7 separate regions of the Mus musculus genome follow, and all the other regions are linked to region 3. A link is a contact called in public HiCAR-type, HiChIP or PLAC-seq, Micro-C and promoter capture Hi-C data. All regions are on one chromosome and are shown on one strand. The core of a region is the stretch at or near the end of the contact, and the rest is flanking DNA. Distances in the headings are between cores, read along the strand shown. Region 1 holds the start of Ube2b (ubiquitin-conjugating enzyme E2B). Region 2 overlaps Col23a1 (collagen, type XXIII, alpha 1). Region 3 holds the start of Hnrnph1 (heterogeneous nuclear ribonucleoprotein H1). Region 4 holds the start of Ppp2ca (protein phosphatase 2 (formerly 2A), catalytic subunit, alpha isoform). Region 5 holds the start of Sar1b (secretion associated Ras related GTPase 1B). Region 6 holds the start of D930048N14Rik (RIKEN cDNA D930048N14 gene). Region 7 holds the start of Mgat1 (mannoside acetylglucosaminyltransferase 1).

What was found. Promoter capture Hi-C pulls out the DNA fragments that hold promoters and counts their contacts. A called contact is a pair of places that touch in the nucleus more often than the background predicts. HiCAR-type assays count read pairs that join an accessible place to other places. HiChIP or PLAC-seq counts read pairs in DNA pulled down with a chosen protein or histone mark.
Region 1: a contact with region 3 is called in a Micro-C map of embryonic stem cells, with 9 times the contacts expected there. The contact joins the promoter of Ube2b here to the promoter of Hnrnph1 in region 3. A contact is called at or near these places in 5 of 39 promoter capture datasets (embryonic stem cells, hippocampal neurons, liver and 1 more), 1 of 484 Hi-C or Micro-C datasets (embryonic stem cells), 1 of 115 datasets of contacts at active chromatin or transcription factors (thymic regulatory T cells) and 2 of 9 other capture datasets (adipose tissue and liver).
Region 2: a contact with region 3 is called in an H3K27ac HiChIP or PLAC-seq map of acute myeloid leukemia, with 8 times the contacts expected there. The contact joins the enhancer-like site here to the promoter of Hnrnph1 in region 3. A contact is called at or near these places in 13 of 39 promoter capture datasets (the 3T3-L1 cell line, the C10 cell line, the HPC-7 cell line and 7 more), 1 of 484 Hi-C or Micro-C datasets (the N1E-115 cell line), 5 of 115 datasets of contacts at active chromatin or transcription factors (Th17 cells, acute myeloid leukemia, astrocytes and 2 more) and 2 of 9 other capture datasets (embryonic stem cells and liver).
Region 4: a HiCAR-type map of astrocytes shows a contact between it and region 3, with 2.4 times the contacts expected there. The contact joins the promoter of Ppp2ca here to the promoter of Hnrnph1 in region 3. A contact is called at or near these places in 1 of 39 promoter capture datasets (embryonic stem cells) and 1 of 115 datasets of contacts at active chromatin or transcription factors (astrocytes).
Region 5: a contact with region 3 is called in a HiCAR-type map of astrocytes, with 2.8 times the contacts expected there. The contact joins the promoter of Sar1b here to the promoter of Hnrnph1 in region 3. A contact is called at or near these places in 1 of 39 promoter capture datasets (hippocampal neurons) and 1 of 115 datasets of contacts at active chromatin or transcription factors (astrocytes).
Region 6: a contact with region 3 is called in an H3K27ac HiChIP or PLAC-seq map of acute myeloid leukemia, with 6 times the contacts expected there. The contact joins the promoter of D930048N14Rik here to the promoter of Hnrnph1 in region 3. A contact is called at or near these places in 5 of 39 promoter capture datasets (cranial neural crest, embryonic stem cells, hippocampal neurons and 2 more), 1 of 484 Hi-C or Micro-C datasets (B cells) and 3 of 115 datasets of contacts at active chromatin or transcription factors (acute myeloid leukemia, astrocytes and embryonic stem cells).
Region 7: a contact with region 3 is called in a promoter capture Hi-C map of pre-B cells, with 4 times the contacts expected there. The contact joins the promoter of Mgat1 here to the promoter of Hnrnph1 in region 3. A contact is called at or near these places in 3 of 39 promoter capture datasets (the C10 cell line, hematopoietic stem and progenitor cells and pre-B cells), 1 of 484 Hi-C or Micro-C datasets (CD4 T cells) and 1 of 9 other capture datasets (liver).

What each region holds. Positions count from the first base shown.
Region 1 is chr11:51,998,965-52,001,778 of GRCm38.p6, reverse strand. It overlaps Ube2b (ubiquitin-conjugating enzyme E2B), which reads left to right and starts at 1,288. Exons shown (of 6, transcript NM_009458.5): 1 at 1,288-1,486. The coding sequence starts at 1,443. It also overlaps a transcript of Cdkl3 not described here.
Region 2 is chr11:51,576,299-51,579,009 of GRCm38.p6, reverse strand. Col23a1 (collagen, type XXIII, alpha 1) reads right to left here. Exons shown (of 29, transcript NM_153393.2): 26 at 2,106-2,159; 27 at 1,850-1,936. Among named protein-coding and RNA genes, the nearest start is that of Phykpl, 7.1 kb to the left of the region's middle. Within about 2 kb of position 1,264, at least 68 of the 459 cell types and tissues checked have an H3K27ac peak or open chromatin away from gene starts, as enhancers often do. A contact at or near this core is called in the HPC-7 cell line, the N1E-115 cell line and acute myeloid leukemia, where this site is marked.
Region 3 is chr11:50,376,359-50,379,377 of GRCm38.p6, reverse strand. Hnrnph1 (heterogeneous nuclear ribonucleoprotein H1) reads right to left here and starts at 1,700. Exons shown (of 13, transcript NM_001347487.2): 1 at 1,576-1,700; 2 at 951-1,087. The coding sequence starts at 1,047.
Region 4 is chr11:52,097,404-52,100,167 of GRCm38.p6, reverse strand. It overlaps Ppp2ca (protein phosphatase 2 (formerly 2A), catalytic subunit, alpha isoform), which reads right to left and starts at 1,344. Exons shown (of 7, transcript NM_019411.4): 1 at 1,018-1,344. The coding sequence starts at 1,119.
Region 5 is chr11:51,762,026-51,764,941 of GRCm38.p6, reverse strand. It overlaps Sar1b (secretion associated Ras related GTPase 1B), which reads right to left and starts at 1,279. Exons shown (of 7, transcript NM_025535.2): 1 at 1,151-1,279.
Region 6 is chr11:51,649,533-51,652,232 of GRCm38.p6, reverse strand. D930048N14Rik (RIKEN cDNA D930048N14 gene) reads right to left here and starts at 1,279. Exons shown (of 4, transcript NR_027958.1): 1 at 1,020-1,279. It overlaps N4bp3 (NEDD4 binding protein 3), which reads left to right and starts at 1,160. Exons shown (of 5, transcript NM_145974.3): 1 at 1,160-1,555. It overlaps Gm30058 (a long non-coding RNA gene), which reads left to right. Exons shown (of 2, transcript XR_388627.1): 2 at 1-143.
Region 7 is chr11:49,248,973-49,251,883 of GRCm38.p6, reverse strand. Mgat1 (mannoside acetylglucosaminyltransferase 1) reads right to left here and starts at 1,332. Exons shown (of 3, transcript NM_001110150.1): 1 at 1,229-1,332; 2 at 210-334.

The DNA.
Region 1 (2,814 bases), core at 39-2,538, 1.6 Mb before region 3:
GGTTAACCCTTCCTGGTTTCATGGAACCATGTGAAAGAGTGAGCAGTGGAGTCTCATGCGCTTCCCCCTTCTTGAGTTAAAGAATTCCGCATCTACTACACTGTTCCGGTCCCTAGAACTAACAAATCCCCAATACAGGGCTAGAAGCTGAGCACGGAAATTCCAGGAGCCAGCTGGGGGCTGTGGTGGTCAATGCTTCGGGAATCGGCTATGAATCAACCCCCCACACCGCACTTCCGGTCCATTTGGTCCCTCTTTGCTATTGTATAAAGCTTGTAATGAGTTACCTCAGAGTCGAGCTCTAACTCCCACCCATGTCTGCAGGATCTCTCCCCTGATCTGAATCATTTTTGTAGGTTTCTTTGACAACCAGCAGCATTGATATGCTCTAAAATCACACCCACTCACTTCTTGAAAAACACAATTGTGCCCCACCGCAGGCAAATTCACAGATTCCAATTCAAAGACTCCATAGATGGAGTCTTTAAGGTTTGGGCAATCTATTCCACTCTCATTTCTGTATAAATTCTAAGTATGGAAATTCCATTAGCAGGAACAGGCTATTGATGCAAATGCCCTTAATCCCATCTCATTTGCACCGACCTAGCATTCAAAGCCGTTCATTACAAGGCTTTGCCACACTTTCAGTACCTGTCCCACGTACCAGAGTTGCTAAGCCACTTGAAACACAGAATTAAGTCCAGATTTTTTTTTTGTTGTTCCGTTTTAAAAGACTCAGAATGCAAGCGGCTCCTTCCACAATGTCTCCTTTTGCAAAGCCCCAGTACTTTGGGACCAAAAGAATAATGTATGACTAGAGGTGTCAACTCCTTATACTCAAGGACCTGCTTTGTTAGACCTGAAACCAGAGCCAGGCTAGGCCATCACGTGACCTGCTCTGATGGCGTCACAGGCACACGTGGTTCTAGATACTTCGCTCCCTCCCCCTCAGGGGTGGATTGTTGACAGCGGCGCTGGCGGTCACGTGACTTGACGTCACCCCCCCCCCCACCTCCTCTCCTCCGAAATCTCAGGCTCCGGATGCACCACTCTCTCCCCGTCCGGCCGAACTTGAAACTAGCGACGGGGGGAGCGAGGCGAGGTAGCGTGTGGGCTCCGAGGGCGTTGGGCCGGGCCGTGTTCAGCGTGAGCACGGAGCGGATCCTCCGTAGTTGCCCGCAAGCAACAAGCCCGGAAGGCCGCCTTCTGCCCCTCCGGTGCGGCGCGCGCGCCCGCTCGCCCCGCCCCCTCTCCCCCCTCCCGCGGTGGTACTGGCGGAGGGCGGAGGGATCTGGAGGCGGCGGAGGGAGACGTCATTGCAGGGTTGTTTGTGCAGTCTCGGTGGCGGCGGCGACCCACAGTGATTCGGCCGCTGCGCCGGGGGGTGGGGGGGCTGAACGGGACTCTTTTCTTTCAGACTGACCGCGGGGCAGCTGCGGAGCATGTCGACCCCGGCCCGTAGGAGGCTCATGCGGGATTTCAAGCGGTAAGGGCCCTCGTCTTAGCCCAATATGACGGCCTCTTCCCGAAGCCATGGACTGTAGGGCGGGGATTCCGGATATCTTCCTCCTGGTGACCCTGAGGAGGCGGGCAGTGGGCCTGCGGGACCCACGGCAGTCCCGGCTTCCCGGTGGCTCTTACTCCCTCGCTTCATACCTCCCTCTGTCTGGAGTAAAGATGGTCGGTACTACAGCCTCCTGCCCTTCCCCCCCAAAAGTAGGAAGGTGGCCATCGCTGGGCCTAGGTGTCCCAGAGGCCCACCTAGGGCAGATGCAGACGCTTCACCTCCCGCCTCTGCACCCTGCAGTGTCCCCTCCCCAGGTGGTGCGAGTGAGCTGCTCCTGAGGCTCCGGCCTCGCCTGGCGGACCAGTCCAGCTTTGTTACAGGGCCCCGTGATCTCCTGTTGGTAGTGAGAGGTTGGGGTGAATACTGCCCCAAATCTCTCCCTTTCTGCAGTGGTGAGGGTGGGGTCTGCTGCGCGAGGTCCGGAGGTGGTTAGCCCATCCCCCGAAACCCGATCTGCCCCCGCCCACCTGGAAGGACCTTGAGAACTGGCTCGGGAAACCTGGGCCTGGAGCTAGCCACTTGGCCTGCCAGTGCCTTCTGGAACTAAGATCTGGCCGCGGAATAAAAGCCTATCTATAGCCTCCCCAGCCTGGAAAAATGCCTTCCGTCAGACTGGAGCTAATCTGATACTCCACCTGGGCCTCCTTTTGGAAAATAGGGGTTTATAGGAAATGTGGGGCTTGAAGGAAGAAGATGACCTCTCCCAGTTGTTTACCTCTCCTTGGAAACGTACAAGTGCAGAAACAGTAGACTAGATACTAGTTTTCTTTCTGGGCAGACCCGCTGTGATTGAGACAAATCTGTAATATAAAAACTTAGATTTGCCTCTCAGGAAGCAACTGCTCAACTTTCCCATTATAAAGCCCTTTATGAGAGAGAGAGAAAAAAAAGCCCTTTATGAGGCATTTGGAAGCTATTGTCTTGGGACCTGGACAACTTCATCATTTAATTCGTTGCTGATTTTAGCCACACAATTGAGGAATGAAGCAGTAAATTCGTCCCTCTCAGTCCTGTTAGTGACCTAATCTGCTTGAGGTTGACCAGTTTGCCAAGTGTCCACTTAAAAATCACAACATACTTTGTGAGATGGACAGGTTTTTGTTGTTGTTTGTTTGCTTGCTTTTTTTTTGTTTGTTTTTTGTTTTTCAAGACAGGGTTTCTTTCTCTGTGTAGCCCTGGCTGTCCTGAAACTCACTCTGTAGACCAGGCTGGCTCGAACTCAGAAATCCCCTTGCCTCTGTCCCCTA
Region 2 (2,711 bases), core at 15-2,514, 1.2 Mb before region 3:
AAGTCCCAGGGGAGGGTATGAGGGACTTTTGGGATAGCATTGGAAATGTAAATGAGGAAAATACCTAATTTTAAAAAAATGTAAAGTCCCTGGGGGAGCCTGAGGCATAAATACTCCACTCTGTTCTGAAGCACAGGTATAGGGAAAATGCACGGCACCCCCCCCCCCCCACCCAGCCCCTTCCAAGTCCATGCTGGGGCACAGTTTGGGAACCAGAAGATGGGGAGAGGAGAAGTTTGGAATGCACCAGAAGGCAGAAATGAGGAAGAGAGGGACCAGAACCAGAAGCCCAAAGCAGCCCAAAAGTTCCAGCATTGCACACACAGCACACAGCAGCCAGACTGCGTACCACAGGGCAGGGCCTGATGCCCTTCACAAGGCCCGGGGAGCCTGGCGCCCCTTGCCTGCCTCCACATCGAGGATGTTCCTGTATTAAAGACAAAGGCTTACTCACTTGGAGGAAGTCTGGGTCCAGGCTCTGTGGAAGCAGGACTGGCTTCTTCATCTTCTCTGTCTCTGTCTCTGTCTCTGTCTCTGTCTCTGTCTCTCTCTCTCTCTCTGTGTGTGTGTGTGTGTGTGTGTATACATGAGTGTGGAAATCAGGCCCTCAGGCAACTTCTAACTTTTGTTTGAGACAAGGTGTCAATTAGCCTGGAACTTTGGCATGGAAGTGAGGCTAGCTGGCCAGCGGGCTCCAGAGATTTAACTGTCTCTACCACAACAGCACACGTCACCATGCCTAACTTTCCATGTGGGTTCTGGGAATATGAACTCAGACATGTAAGGCAAGCGCTTTACTACTCGAGCCTTTCCTTAGTCCCGGCTGCCTGTGTTTGAGACAGACTCTCTATGTAGCAGAGGCCTCAAAATTTCTATCCCCCTGTTCAAGCTCCTGAATGCTGGGATTCCAAGCTTCCCCCCCCACCCCCCCCCATCCCTCACATTAATATCCCAGACCCACCTGGGGGGAAGAGAGGAAGGTACAGAGGGTGGAAGGAACTCACTGGAGGCCAGGAGACTGAGCAAAGGTCCCTGACTGGGCCCGTTTGCCTGCTTCTCAGAGTCCTGCCTGGGAGCGAACATCTGGCTGGCTTAGTGTGGAGACCTAGCTCTTTCTGCCTGTCCTTTCTGAACACACCTTACTTATAGACCCTGATATGTAAACCCTTTCGGTTTTCTAGAAGACAGGAACTGAACTGTGGGCGTTTCACTACCAGGCTTGGTGGGTTTTCAAGAGCTACCGCCAGCAGGAAGTGAAACAGGTAAGTGGGGGAGTGGAAGAGGAAGGAGCTGTGTGGTTACTGAGGAGACTGGAGAAGAGGCTAGGCTGTCAGTGGAAGAGAAGATGCTGGAGAGAAAGTACGGAAGGGGAATGAGAGACCTAGGGCAGGCAGCGTGGCCTGACTTTCCCAATGACTGAGGAAGTCCCATCCCACAGTCCAGGGGAAGCCAGACCCCAGTGAGATCTTAGGCAGCTATGGTCAAGGTGGGGAAAGAGGGGCCTGACACTCACTGACTTTGTCCCCATCAAATCTGTCAATCCTCTAGACTTCCCTCCCCAGCTCCCCAGCCCTCTTCCAGGACACCCTCAAATTACTGATGATGCTGAGAAAACCCAGAAATCCTTTCCACCCCTACCTAAGGTTGACCCATCTCGCTTTGAGGCTGAGTAGAGAGAAGACAGTAGTTACCAGGGGCCGTAAGCCCTTACTGGCCAGGCCTCCATCACCACAGGTGGCTGCATCTTTCAGCCATGCTGATAGGAATATCAGGACCACAGCACAAGGAGCTATGATGCTGACTATGGCCCCTATAGCTGGTTGGAGCTCCATCCTGCTGAGACACCTACCACAGGACATGGCTGGTCAAGGCCTGGTGGGCCCGGCTCTCCCTTCTGGCCCTTCACGCCTTTCCGGCCAGGAACTCCTCGCTCCCCCTGTGTAAGAAGGAGATGGTAGGGTGGTTGTGGTTGCTGGGCTCAGGACCCCTCCACCACCTCTCAGTGAGATGCCTCAGGGTCCCGCAGCAACCGGAACCTGCAGCTTTAGGCCCAGCCTCCACCTCTCCACCTGCTTGCCCCATTTCCCTCCTCCCCTCCCCCTCACCTTCTCTCCACGTTCACTTCGGTCACCCTTCTCTCCCCTGGGTCCAGGGAACCCCTGACAGATGGATGAGAGGTTAAGGCTGAAGTGAGAGTTGAGCCCACTTCCCTGTGACCTGAGCCCACTTCCCTGTGACCTGAGCCCACTTCCCTGTGACCTGATGCTCCCGCTCCTCTCTCACCCACCACGCTGCTCCTTGTCCACATGTAACTGGCACAAACTGCCAAGCTCTGGTTGTTAGCGTATGTGCCTGCTGGGTACCAGATGGGGCTCCCGGCTCTGCTCCTGGCTAGAAACCCTGAGGGAGGCAGAGCTACTGGAAAGAGGCTTCTTTTTTTTTCTTTTCTTTCTTTTTTTTTTTCTCCTGCCATGGTCAGACACAGCTGGTCCTGGCCCAGACTTGGCTGGGACAAAGGAAAGCCACAGAAGTCATGTGTCCATCTTCTATGGACTGAGAGAAGGTCGCTTGTGCTGTCTGTCCTAGGCTCAGTTTCGTCTATATCCACCTCTTAATCTAATCTCCAAGCATCCGGCCGAGTCCAGGCTGCAGACTGGATGCTGGGACAGACAAGGGTTTGGTGTGTTTCCTCCCTGATGTCTCCTGGGGCA
Region 3 (3,019 bases), core at 451-2,950:
CATGCCTAAAAAGACTGACCAAGCAGAACACGATCAAATTATCTCATATACAGGATATATTCCTAGTCCAACAAGGTAACTCAATGCTCAAAAATAGTTCAAATGGAGCAGGGCAGTGGTGACGCACGCGTTTAATCCCAGCACTGGGGAGGCAGAGGCAGGCGGATTTCTGATTTCGAGGCCAGCCTGGTCTACAGAGTTCCAGGACAGCCAGAGCTACACAGAGAAACCCTGTCTCGAAAAAAAAAAAAAAAAAAGTTCAAATGAAGCTACCACCTTGCCTCTAAGTTTCCATTAACCATCTCTTGGTACACTATCTCAGAATAATCTCATCTGGATCTGGTGACTTCACAGCATTTTCTTGTTTGGGTACCATGTCAGCTTCCCTCTATCAGCAACCACATAACAATTTCATTCAAATCCAAACTCCAGCTCAATATTCATCCGAAAAGGGACCAATGTTAACAACTAAAGGCTCCAAGCTGCAGTTCAACTCAAACCCGGACGGCAACGGCCCCCTGCAATTGCTTGCAGTATACTTGGGGCTCGATTTACAGATCGTTTTCTGTTACCACAGCTAAATTCAGATGGTAAGGTCAACACTACAAGTACCTTTTTACAAAACCTTACACGACTTGAGAAGAAATCACATCTTTCCCTACTTAAATTTTTCTTAGACTACTCCAGAATGCACAGATTGATGCATAGAGACAGAAAAAGTTTTAAAAGAAAACAAATTCAGCAGGGCCACCAGCATCCCCAAGGGGGTTGGGGGGGGTGCGGATTTCGCAATTACCATTGCGTAACAGCGGCCAACAGAGCGCGAGCCGCCTGGGGAAACCGCTGGTGGCCGCGACTCGCTAGGGGGCGCCCGGGAGACCCGCCCCGCCCCAACCCGGCCCGGCCCGGCCCAGCCGCGGGCCCCACTGACAACTCCCGCCTCAACTCACCAGAAAAAAAGCGCTGCACTTCATCCGCGGAGCAGGACCAGGGCAAGCCCCGGACCTTCACCACGAAGCCCTCTCCGCCTTCTGCTCCCAGCATCATCGTCCCTTCGGTGGTCCTGGCGTCCACACAGATTGCGGGGCTGCGGGGTGGGGGTGGGGGTCAGGAACGCGTCTGAGAAAACAGGCATTTAAATGGCCCTCCCACTTCACGGCGCACAGCGGGCACCGGGCGCCGCCATGCGAGTCCCGCCCGTCAGGATGCCTGGGCCCCGGAGACTCAAGCATGCAACCCGGCCTCGGCTAGCGACCCGATGCCCAAAGCCGCCCAGTGCGCCCAGGGCCGAGGCGCCAAGCTAATAAGACCCTGGCCCACAGCCACGGTTGAGACGAGGAAATGGCGGCCGCCGCTTCCGCTCCGCCTCCTCAGACATCTCACACAATAGAAAGCGGCGCGGCCTGCAGGCCTAGGCGGCGCTGCCACGCCGGCGAGACACTCGCGGCTCCCAGGGGCAGCCTGCGCCTGCCACGGCCCCTCAGGTTAGAACCTAAGCTCAGCGACAAGCAATCGTCACCCAAAGAGGTGTCCGTGGAGAGCTCGGGCAGCAGTCGAAGACGGAAAGTCACTCACCTCCACAAAAAGCCTCGGCGTGGCTGAGGAGAAATGATAAGCGGGCGCCTGCGCAGGCTAAATAAAGCCCTTCCAGCAAGCTCTGCGCACGCGCACCCTGTTGCCGGCCCCGCCCCACTTGCGTCACAGAGAGATTGGACGCATGCGTATTAAGAAACCCCGAGCTCTCTCCCGCCGTCCTATTATTACACGCATGCGTTTGGGCTCAGCCCTCTTCATAAACTGACCGAGGTGTTTTTGGTTGTTTTTTTTTTTTCTTTCTGCGCCTGCGCCTTTTTGCAATTATTGCGCTTGGCGTCTCAGCGGTTTCTTGTTTTACTTAATGCGCATGCGGCTACCTTCAAACCGTTCTCTAGACCTACCCGCCGGAGTGGGGGAGGGGAATGGCGCTAATCAGCTCCCCGCAGGGACTGGGTAGTAATCCAGAGTTCGTTCAGGTTTGCAGGGGCGGTAGTTCTACCCTTAATCCGCAGCTTTTCATCCGCGCTCCTGTCGGTTTTGAAAGACACCACGAAGAAAAGGAAGCCATGCCCTTTCTCCTCAGAACGCGTAGGAGCTGGAGGGCCGGGTTGTGCCAAACCTCCTCTGGGTACCGCCCCGCCCCCTGCGCCCAAATCCCCGATCTCCGTGGGGCGCCTGGGACCAGTCCCCTTACCTGCCCGCTTTAGGGGGTCAGTCCCGACCCACATGGGCTGCCAGTGCCCGAGCTAGTCCTGTACCCCACTTTGCCTAACGGACTCGCACTCTACGAACCCCTCGCCCTTGCACGAGAGGCGCTCGGTGTGCGGCGCCTCGCGAGGGAAGGCTGAGACTGCCAGGGGCGCGAAGGACGCAGCCCCAGAGCGCTGCGCCCGACCGACCAACGGGCCTCTCCCAAGGTGGAGACACGCCCGGGTCATCCCGTGTGCCCTTACAGAGGTAAATGGGTGACGTTTAAGAGAATTCCTGCAACATAGCAGAATACGGATGATGTCCCGAGTTTCTCCGAATCTGACTGACCTACCCTAGAAATTAACAATAAGAGTTATTGTTTGGGCGGTGCCACGGTAGGTACCACAATTGGTAAGCCTCTGAAAGCCATCACAAGAGGTTACAGGCAAAAATACGCTTTTCTTTCAAGTGCAACATTGAGGAGGCTAAATCCAGTTTGAACAGTTTGTTTTTTAAAAGGGGGGGGTGTCATCAAAGGAAAGGTGCAGAGACTGCGTGCAGAACTCAGACCTTTTAAGTCTGCGCAAGGGTGTTAAGTAGAAGGGCATCACAAGACTTCAAGAGAGCAACAGGAGCTGTGTAACGTGAACCTTCAGGTGTAAGGGAAACTCGGATGAGACAGGCTGGGAGAATAACTGCACATGACCTCACCTGCAAAGGATCTATCTAGAGGAGACAGAAAACACTAGTTTAGATCATCGAAAAGTGAGAACTCCCAAGTCTCCAGGCCAGG
Region 4 (2,764 bases), core at 95-2,594, 1.7 Mb before region 3:
GCATTAATTAAGACTTCAAGAATACAACATGAACAACTTGCTTCCCCAATTCTTGGAGAAAACCAATGGAATGAGATAACCTGAGATACCGAGTTATCACTTCAAGGAGTGGACTCAGTTCCATGTCTGAAATAGAGAAATCGGTCAACACGGGGATTTCTACTGCTGATTGTAGCCACAAAAATACAATCCAAGAAACTTTTGCAACCAGAGAGGATAAAAAATTTGACTCTCTTCCCGTTTATGTTGCTCATTCAAAAATAAATGGCTCCACGCCAAGTACGTTACACACAGAAGGGTTTCACACTACCCAATTTGAGTCAGCATATACATCATAAATTAATGTGACACTGTATTTCCAATCCCAAAGCTCTTCGTTGTAGTATGACTCACCAAATCCTCCATTTGTCCAACTAAGAAAACTTTATATTCCTCCCTTCAAACTACCACTATGACCTTCGTAGGAACTGGGTTAGCGACTCCCTTCATAATCGTTAAACACACACTTTAAACAGGGCTCCGGGGAAGCCGAGGCGTGGAGACCGACAGGAAAGCGAGGTGACCTTTCCATAGGCGCTGGGGTCTGGCCTACAAGCCCTGCTGTGGGGGACCCTGTGGGCAGCGCCCGCTCCACGAAGCAAGCCCGAGTGCAAGCGCAATGCTTTGACTCCATGAGTCCGGAACCCGTTCCCGGGCGCAAAGCCCAGCCAGTCCCTCGCCGGGCCACCGAGGGTCCCGGCCGCCCCACTTCCCAGGGTCGGGCCGGGTTCGGCCCGGAGGCTCCGAAGCCCGGAGTCCGGCGCGCGGCGCCATTTTAGGCCGCGGTGGCGGCGCCATCCAATCAGCGCGCGGGAGGCGGGGGGCGCCGGGTCCCTCGCGAGTCGCCGCAGGCAGCGCCGGGCGCCGGGCTGCTAGGTTCGGGGGTCTGGCCTCCGTGCCGCCATGTTGCACCGTCCCCGCGGCCTCCTGATAGGCGGGCCCGGGCAGAGGCCGCACCCGCGGCCGAGAGCAGCTCACCTTCTCGCAGAGGCTCTTGACCTGGGACTCGGAGAGCTGCTTGCACTCGTTCAGCTGCTCGATCCACTGGTCCAGCTCCTTGGTGAACAACTTCTCGTCCATGATGCCGCCCGCCCGAACCGGCTGCCGCTCCGCGCTGCTCCCGCGCCGCCGCCCGCACCCGGGCCACACGCACACGCCGCCGCCGCTCTCCCGGGGTGCTTTCTGCGGCCCCAGGCGGCTGCTGGGCGCTGGCGCCGGCCCGCTGGCTCGCTCCGCAGTGCTCGGCCGCCGGCCGCTGTGCCTCCTCCTCCGCTCGCCCTAGCTCGGGACTCGGCTTTCTGTAATGGCGGCCGCCCGGCGTGGTGACGTCACGCCAGCGTCAGGGAGCCGCGGGGAGGGCGACGGAGTGGGGCCGGGACCCAGAGCTGCGCACCGTGGAGCCGGGGCGCAAGCGCAGCGGAGTTGGCTGCCGAAGGAAGTGGCTTCGCTCTTGGGGCGTGGTCCTCCCGCTGGGAGGGCGGCGGGGGAAGGGAAGAAGCGAGTCCGAGCAAGCGCAGTGCTGGTTAATCCTGGCGTCCCAGGCTCCGCAGGGCGCCTGCGCGGTCTCGGCGCATGAGCAGTCCGTGTAGGCGAGGTTTTTATTCCTTGTGACCTGGTGTTTCTGGAAGGCCTCTGGGTGATACCTCTCAGATGTGGTCTGGGCTCTGCCAGCCTGATGACTAAAGGCAACCCTAAGGCGCTTAGTCCAGCAGCCCTGGGAACCACAAGGGAGTCACACACCTTTGGGGACAAGCCTAGTGGCAGGTTGCCTGGAGTGACCTTCCCCACCTCTGGCCGTTGCAGGCTCCTATAATTAGGTCATTCGTGGGCGAAGGAAGGTGTACCTGCTGGGATGTGTCGCCCGCGCACCTTACACCCCCAGCACACACCTGTCCCTGCACGAAGGCGGGGCCGAAGTGGGCCTTCGATCCTGGCCTCTTCCTAAGCCTTGCTTCCTCTCCTGTGGCCTTCAACACCTCTGGTGTGCACTTTTCTCCGAGACCTGTGCCCACTGGAAATAATCTTGTCCTACATTCTAGAGGAACAAGCCAGGGCTGTGTTCTGGTACTGGTAGAAGCAGCTACCGTGTGTTCTGTAAAGGAAGCTGATATTCTTAAGGATCAGCCTTCGACCTGGTTATAAATCTCTTCTGAGGCTTGTGAAACGTGTTCACATTGCACTGTCTGCATTCACAGAGATACTTGGCTCTACAGAGCATCAACTGTTGACCAGATCCCATGCTTAGGGGACAAAGGGGTCATGCAGACAGAAAGGGGCTACTGCCCTGGTGGAGCTTGAATGTTCCTGGCTGGAAATGAATGGAATGGATGGAAGTCATACACTGCTCCCCTCCAGAGTCTGGGAGAGAAGCCAAAGGATGGTTATCCATGAAGGTCAAGGCAAGAGCTGACCTAGCTATACTGTGGGGAACAGTCAAGCCTGTCACACACCGGAGAAGACACAGCTCAGAGCATCAGAAGACACCCTGACCCACAAGCTACAAGAGGACCTCAGTGGCCCCATCCACAAATGGCAGGGATGAAAATCCTCCTTTATCAAGGACAACCTGCTTGGCCAGGGGAACTGGCTTGACCAATTCTGCTTTCTCTAGTGGGTACCTCCCACTAGAGTTCCCGAAGAAAGTACCTGAGATCTACTCTTCTAGACGCCTCCATACATACTTGTTCTGCCAGTCCTTTCAGCTCAAATTCTGACTCTGGTTTGC
Region 5 (2,916 bases), core at 30-2,529, 1.4 Mb before region 3:
GAGGAAATCTAGAGTTCACCGTATTCAAACTGCAAAACTTCACAACTACAGAATCGCTTCTCTAACATCCTGACAACAAGGACACTTTCCTTTTCTGTAAACTCAGAAATGCCTGGGAGCAGCTTAACTCTGAGACCAATTTTGTTTTCTTGAGATAAGATCTTCGAAGGCAGACTTGGCTCAAATGATGCCCCTGCCCTCTTGAGTAGGTGGAATTGTAGGGTCAGAGTGCCTGCCTATGTTCAAACAAAAATTTTTTAAAGGTCAAAATATTGTGGTCACAAACCCAAATGTACCAAAAGGTGCAATGGTAGGCATGCATTGCCCTGTTTGACTGATGACACTCATCATTGGCAAACTGTAAAATCACCCTTATTGGTCACCTGTAAAATAATTGACAGGGGTGTCTTCCTTAGCAGACTGCGGTGCTGTACAGGTGGCACCTTCTTTTTCACTGTAACTACTCTGACCAATATTTAAACAAAGGACACAGACATTCAAGGTAAGATGACACCCACACAGAGCTTGATTTAAGAATGTTCAAATACGTGACAGTAAGTTCAATTTACTTCATCCCAATACGTTAAACTCCTAATAAATTTTTTTCCTTCAGTTAACAAGACTACACTTGAACCTTTCAAAATAAATTTTATCTTATCGTAAAATCTTGACTTTTCCCCCCATTAGTATCTTTCCCCTTCATTCAACCCGGCTTGAGCTATACGGTAAGTACGGAGAATGAGGAGGCCCAGTGACCGCCACACTTACTGGGACAACACAGAGCCGTCCTAGCCTCTCCAGCTGTCTATGACCCCTAATTCGCTCATCCTACCAAATGGGGAAACTGAGGGCCAGGGGAAGGAAAAGAGTCTCGCGTGCGGTACTCTCACTCTTTCCTGAAATACTTGCCCTGTGGCAACCACTGTTTTACCCCTAGAGCCACTAGAGCGGTTTCCGCAGGTAGGGATCGGTGTTGTCCCTCACCCTGCGTGAAAAAAACAAAACAAAAACAAAACCCAAAACAACAGGCTCCCTGTTCGCGAAGGACCCGAGACAAGAGCTCTGGGTGAGTGGGCAGCATAAAGAGTGGCCTTCCGAAGGGCCACAGCTGTCGCCCGCTCTCTTGCCCGACGAGGGCACTGCCACTCACCTGCGACTTCAGAGAACGCAACCCTGCTCCGTGCCCGTCCTACACGCTCCAAGCCGGCTGTGCAAAGCGCTATGGCTGCCAGGGCCCCAGCTCTTCTCAGCTCCTTCCGGGTCGGCGGGTGCCTCGCTAGTGACAGTCCGCAGGTCCCAGGCCCCGCTCGCCCTCAGTTCCGCCTCCTTGCGGTCTCGCCACCAATCCCTGTGCTCCGGACCACTTCACTCCAACCCCAAGAGGCATGTGAGATTTTTTTTTTGGGGGGGGGGGGTTGTTTGTTTGTTTGTTGGTTGGTTTTTCGTTTCTTTGTGTAGTCCTGGCTGTCCTTGAACTCACTTTGTAGACCGGGCTGCCTCAAACTTAAGAGATCACCTGCCTCTTAAAGGTATGGGTCACCACCACCACCAGGCTGTTTCTTTCTTTTCCCCCCTCTCAGTAATAGGGGGTTGCAGTCCACCACCAAAACGCATTTGCCACCCTTTAGTTATTTTAATGTTGAAACAGGATCTCACAAAGTTGCTCAGGCAAGTCGTGAATGTATCATCTTCCTGCCTTTGCTTCTGAGAAACTGGGATTGCAACCTTGTAGCACCAGGTCCAACTTGGCATCTCTTTCCTAAAACTACATCTTTTGAGTGACCCTTGAGTTTATGCTAGGATATGTTTTACTTCCTGCAATTCTTTGGAAAGCCCACACCCTGCTCTTGGACGTGTCTCATTTGTCCTCTGAACATCCCTTGCTCTTAACCCTCGTGCTCAAGCCTATATTAAAATGTCTTTCTTAATTTCCACCTAAATACACCTTTTATAGGGAGATGGCTGGAAATAGAGCTCAATGGTAGAATGCCTGCCTTAGATTATAAAATACTCTGAGTTCAGTCCCCTGTAACACACACACAAAAGTGGGTCCTGTTTGTCTTGTTTGAGAAAGGGTCTCTCTACATAGCCACTCTACATCTGCCATCAAGTGACAACTAGGAGTTTAATCCCTGGAACCCACAAACTGAATAAACAGAATCAACTCCTGGGAAAGTTGTCATCTGACTTCCACAAGTACACCACACTGAACAAAGGGTGACATGTTTATTATTTAAAGTATGGAAGAACAGAAAAATAAAAACTCAGATCATTTTTTTGAAGAATCTCAATCGTACCATATTACCAGTTTTTATTTCATGGGCAGAGTTGTAAAATACAACACTTAAGTCAGGCAGTGGTTGCAAATGTCTTTAATCCCAGCACTTGGGAGGCAAGGGCAGGTGGATTTCTGAGTTTGAGGCCAGCCTGGATTACAGAGTAAGTTCCAGGACAGCCAGGGCTATACAGAGAAACCCTGTCATAAAAAGAAGAAGAAGAAGAAGAAGAAGAAGAAGAAGAAGAAGAAGAAGAAGAAGAAGAAGAAGAAGAAGAAGAAGAAGAAGAAGAAGAAGGGGAGGAGGAGGAGGAGGAGGAGGAGGAGGAAGAAGAAGAAGAAGAAGAAGAAGAAGAAGAAGAAGAAGAAGAAGAAGAAGAAGAAGAAGAAGAAGAAGCCGCCACAACACTTGGTCTGTCCCCATGAGTTACTAGTCACTTCAGCTTTCAGTTCCTGCATCTGCACATTTGGGACTAATATTCAGAATCAATCAGTGTTATGAAGAAACAATAACCAGTGCAAACCTGGTGGTGCACCCCTGTAATTCCAGCTGGGAGACAGACATGGGGAGGTCAGGAGTTCCAAGATGGCCTCACTTGAATACATAGCAAGTCTGAAGCCCACAAGGACCACATGAGACC
Region 6 (2,700 bases), core at 30-2,529, 1.3 Mb before region 3:
AAGACAATGTAAAAGGAAAGTGCTGTCACCACCACCTGATTCCAGGACAAAACCCGATAACTTGCAAGGATCATCCTCATTTCTCCCTCCCTGTGGCTTCTAGCACTAGCCTGCATTCTGTCCATAAAGGTTCACACATGGTCTCTGCTGGGTTTCTTTGACTTACCATCACTTGTTAGAGGTTTGAGTTGTAGCATGAAATGGCACTATGCCTTTTCTGTGGTAAGTAATATTCCACTGTATGGTTGGACCACACTGTTTATCCTTTCACTAATTGCTGGAGGGTTTGACCTGTGTCCTTCTTTTGACTGTTATACACAGGATTGCTATGATCATCTGAGTGCAAGCACTTGTTGGCATACCTGATTTCTTTAGTCATATACCCAGGAGTGGAAATGCTATCATGAATCTGTTTAACTTACTGGTTTGGTTTTTTTTTTTTATCTTAAAAACAACAACAACAAAATTACGTGTATGTGCCAGCGTGAGTAAATGTGCACCCAGTGCGAGTAATGCCCCCAGGGGCCGGGGGTGGGGGTGAGGGGGGGGGCGTTCCATACCCTGGAACTGGAGCTGCAAAGGATTGTGAGCAACCACGTGGTTGCTGGGAACCAAAACCGGGTCCTCTGCTAGAGCAGCAAGTACTCTTAACCACTGAACCATCTCTCCATACACAACCCTTACCACCCCACCCCACCCCACCCCACCCCACCCCACATCTATGTTTAACTTTTTAAGGAAGAAAAGGTGTTCCAACTTCTTACTCTTGAACGTGTCTGAGTGTCCAGCCTTCGGTTTCCGTCCCCGCTACTGGCTTACCCAACCCATATGACTCATTTACACTATCAGTCTGGCCCCTAAAGGCATCTGAACCTGCCGCCCCTAGAAGGCTGCACAGGTAAATCAACCTCCCTCCAAAATAAAAGTCCAGCGGCTAACTACTGTAGACGCCTACTACACCTCTTCGGCTCTTAGAGCGCGTCTTGGGTTTATTCTCAAACGAGGAAAGTGGCGCTTACCTGAGAAAGAGGCGGCAGAGACCTGACCAACCCATCCCAGCAAGCCAGTTTGGAAGCTGGTTCTGGAAGGAAACCGGGTGAGGCGGGCGAGGCCCGAGTTGGAGGAGGAGGAGAAGGAGGAGCAGCAAGCAGTGCGGCGCGCGCTCTAGAGCCTCGTCCGGGCTGGGGTCTGCAGAGCTGCTGCACGTGAGCGAGCGAACGAGCACGCATCGCGGTGGCCGCTGCACCATGCGCGGCTAGCGGTGGGGTCCCGGCCCCGCAGCACCCGCGAGCCCGGGCGGGGCTCAGGTCGCTCGGGGGCGGTGCCGGTTCCCGCCCCCCACATCCGGGGGCCGGGCTGGGCGCTGGGGCTCGCGCCGCGCGGGTGAGTCAGGCCGGGTTTTCCCTCCGTCTCTGGGGCCAGCGGACGAGTGTCGCCCAGTGCGTCCTTTGCCCGCCGATCCGGCTCCCGCGCGTTCCCGAAGAGCCTGGGAAGAGAAAGGTTCGAGACCGAGCTGGGGACTGCAGCGCGCCCTAGGATTCACGGAGCCAGCATGGTAAGTGGGTAGGGCGGGTCGCTGAGGTCGTTCTCGGACACCCGGCGGGGGTTGGCAGGATGCTGTGCGCGCCCCGGTGTCCTCTGCTCCCGCGCACGAGGCTGACCTGTAAATGCATTTTCCGTGGAGCATCGCCCCGATCCCCACGCCGCAGCTAGGAGGGGCAGGCGCCCTTGGCGCAGGAGTCTGACCTCGGCCTCCGCCCCCTGCACCAGCTCTAAGCAGGCCCCACAGACGGCGGGCGGGAGACGTGCACCCCACCCCGCCCCCTGGGTAGCTAGGAGGGCCTCCGGTAGTTCTGGGATCCCTTGCTTCCTCCACAGCCTTCCTGGGCGCAGTTCCACCGGGATGTCCAACCTGTCTTCTCTGCCGCCTTCCCGGGGACACCACTCACCTGCCCTCACCCTCAGGGTACCCTCTTCCTGCCTCAGCCCCCTACTGTGTCTGGTCCTCACCTGGGGACCTGCGAACAGGGGACGTCCCAAGGTCTGGGACTCTGTTCCAGTCCTGACTTTAGCCTTTGACAAAAGTAAGGACCAGGACTCTTAAGGTATCTCAGTATTAAGATGGGAGCTTGGGACATACCCAACCCAAAGATACAGATTGGGAATGGTTGTCCTTGGGCGGGAGCAGAGGCGGGAGGCCCTCCTGGACCTAGAGATGAGCCTCCTCCCAGGCTCTCACAAGCAGGGCTTCTCTGCCGACTGGCTGCGTGTGGGTGTGTATGTGCAAGACTGAATGAAAGCGACCAGCTAGTTCCCGACACCGCCTCTAGCAGTTTCCTGAGCTCAAGAGTCCCTAAACCTGCGCCACTTCCACTATTTCTTCTTCTTACCTCTTTCCCCAGGGCGGGCAGGAGGGATCTCTGGGAGGGGGGTTAAGTTCCATCCCTCTCAACCTTGCCCTTGGGAGAAACAAGCATGGGGGGCTGGGCAGGCTACGTAGACAGCAGAGTATACTAGTGGAAGGTGACCCCTAGCTGGGACAGCTGGGTGTAGTATAGAGGGCTTTACTGTGGGAATCCAGATTGGTCCTCAAAGCGGAGTCTTCTTTCAGCGTGTGATTCCTTCTTTCAAGCCTCAGTTTCCCTATGTGTAGATAGGGTCCTTTATGCCGTGCTCCACCGACTAGTGTGGAGACGATGT
Region 7 (2,911 bases), core at 83-2,582, 1.1 Mb after region 3:
TTCTTGTTAGACTCTGTATGATGTACCAGGCTCCATAATTTCAGAGGGGAAGAAGAACTGAAAAGAAGTCCGAGTAGATATGCTAAATAATTCAAGAGTATAGAGGGTAAGACCTAGGAGGGATACAGGCTATTCACCTGGGAACAGGTCAAAGGGAAACACAATGCTGCTATAGCCTGGCACCAGACAGACAGCCCTGAAGCCGTTACCTGAAGAACCACTGCCTCAGTTCCTCTTCTGTAAACAGACAACCGACTTTTGTCTTCTCCACCGCCCTTGATGTCTGGATTAGAATGGCAATACCTTGACGTCCGAAGCAGAAAGTGAGTTTAACCTGTTGCAATGACATGGAGTTTGAACACACTGTAATACAGCCTTCTGAGAAACAGAAGTGGGATGTAATGTTGCCATTACTGGTGATCTCCATGCTAAAAAGTCAAGGACTAGTGACTGGAAACGGGAAGACCCCAGAATCAAGGACGCTCTAGTCTAAATAGTACTAATGACAGGCAATCAAGCTGGCCAGCAATATTCTCAAGCACGAGAGCCTTACAGTAGCCAAGGTTAAAGAAAAAGAAGCTTCACCAGAAGGCCACTCTTCCATGGAGACTCGAATGGGTGGGCCACAGTCCCTCTGAACCACATTTTGAACAATGGGGGGGCTCTGCACCTCTTGGGAGCCCCCTGTTCCAAACATACTAGAAAGGAGGCTAGGAAAAAAAGTTTTCTTGCCAAATCACATATTTCAACATTGAGTCAAATTTTCCTTGTGGCTGAGCAAAAGCCAGCCCTAGTAACTTATGAAGCCTGGACGCTGGGGTGAGGCTTGCATAAAGTCCACTTTCCACTCCAGTCTCCCACTTCTTCAGGGCGACCCCATCTCTCCCCTGCCCTGCCCTGCCCTGCCCCGCACCCAAGGTGCCCTCCTGCCGAGTTTCACAACAGCTCCTCCTGGAGAAGCCACCCTCCCTCTAGCAGCTGAAGGCCAGGAATCCTGTAGCTGTGCGTTAAGTTCCCACTTCCCCGCGTGGGGGAGACTGCGCGCTGCGCGGCCCCGGGCGGGCCCGCCACTCTCACCGCCCTGGCTTTGGAGCACACTCGGGACTCAGACCCGACTCCCCTGGCTGCGCGGCCTCTCTCCTCCGGGGTCCTTGTCCTCCTGGGACAAGCCCCAGGACTGAGGACGCTGGCGTCCCCCGGCCCAGCTCACCGGATCCTCTCAACTCACCCCGCCTGGAACCAGGCTCGCCCCGGACCGGCAACACCCAGCGCTGGAGCGGCCTCGTCCGGTCTGGTTGGCCTTCCTGCTAGCCGGCAATGTGGTCCTTCCCCGGGAGGGCGGGGCGGCGCTCCCCAGCCCCTAGGCCCCTCTGTTGGTCCCCGCCCTGCCACGGGCGAGTCCGCGCTGGCCCCTCCTTCCAGGGCCTTCCTCTACTGCTGACTTCCTGATCACCGGTCAAGATCTAAACAACGGGTCTTCCCAAGTCCCCCAACTTCGAAAGGCAGTGGTAGCAGAGATGTTTGTTTGAGGCCCTTTCCCTCTCAGTTGCAGCTCCTGTGTAGATGCCAACCCCACTCACACCCTGAGCCTTGTCCAGTAAAGACTTTTCCCAAGAGTGTCCCTTGTCCAGCCCAGTGAATCTAGAGATTCACCGACTTTGAGGGGTGCAGCACTTGGTGGTGTTAGAAGCGTTTCCTCAGCAAGAAGAGCGTTCACCAACCTCAATTCTAAGAACCTGGGAACCATTCCTCTATGCGAGGGAAGTTGCAGACTATTAGTTGAAAAAAAAAAACAGCAAGAGAGGGGTGAGGGTGTGCAAGCAACAAGTATTCGGTTTCAAAAGGGAAGATAGGGAGGAAACACCTGCTGCCCAAGGTGGGTAAGAGCCAGCCTGCCGCCGTTTCAGTTCTGTCTTGTGTGTGTGTGTGTGTGTGTGTGTGTGTGTGTGTGTGTGCCCCTTTATGGGCGGGGAAACCAAAGTCAGGCCTGTACACTGAACCTAAGTCCTGAGGAAGGAAAGAATCAATCACAGGCTTTTGGAGTAACCCTAAAAATGAATGGGAGGGGGAAGGAAACCCCTGGATCTGTATTCCTTGGTATTTTTTTAAAGCAAAAGAAACATGGGAGGGGCAGGGAGACTCATCAGGACCCAACTGAACAGAGTACTTGGTAAGTACCTCAATCAGAGCCTCAAGCAGCCTGAGTGGGGGAGGAAAGATGACAACCAGGAGTTTCAGGGTCTGATTTAGATGTCAGCAGTGGCCCCGGAGCACAAACTATTTCTGAGATCTGAGCCGTGCATTATTAGCAACTCACAGTAAGCCACATCTCACTGACAGGACCATTTTGGAATCAGAGATGTCTGGGAATCCCTACTGTCCACTCACCATGGTACCACAGCCCCCACTGGCTCCCACATCCTGCTGTGCCTGGCCCTCTGCATAAGCCTTGGCTCCAACCACCCTTGGATCTTTCACCCATGAGGGGAGCAGAGGCACTGCCAGTTGATTACTAGATATACTCAACCTCAGACAGACCCTCCTACCTACAGACTTCATCACTACTGTTCCAGAGTCCCCAAGGTAACCGGGACTTTTAGGTCTGTGCTTACTGAGTGTTACTCACTAACTTGTTCGTACCAGACACCAGGAATTATGCAGAAAGTGGGAGTACCTTAAGGGCCCTTGTGGGCAGGTGAGGAAGTAAAACAAAGTTGTCAGGAGACACTAGGAAGCTGCCCTTCCGTCCAAGCCTGTTTTCTTGGCCTCTCTGTACACTCTCCCGCATCTCTGCAGAGCTCAGCAGAGAGAAGTCTGAGGCTTTGGGTGTATGGAAGCTGTTAAGTCAGAAGTCATAGCCAGATTTTAGATTTAGGCATTTCAGCTTCCAAACCTGGTACCCTGGTGAGCC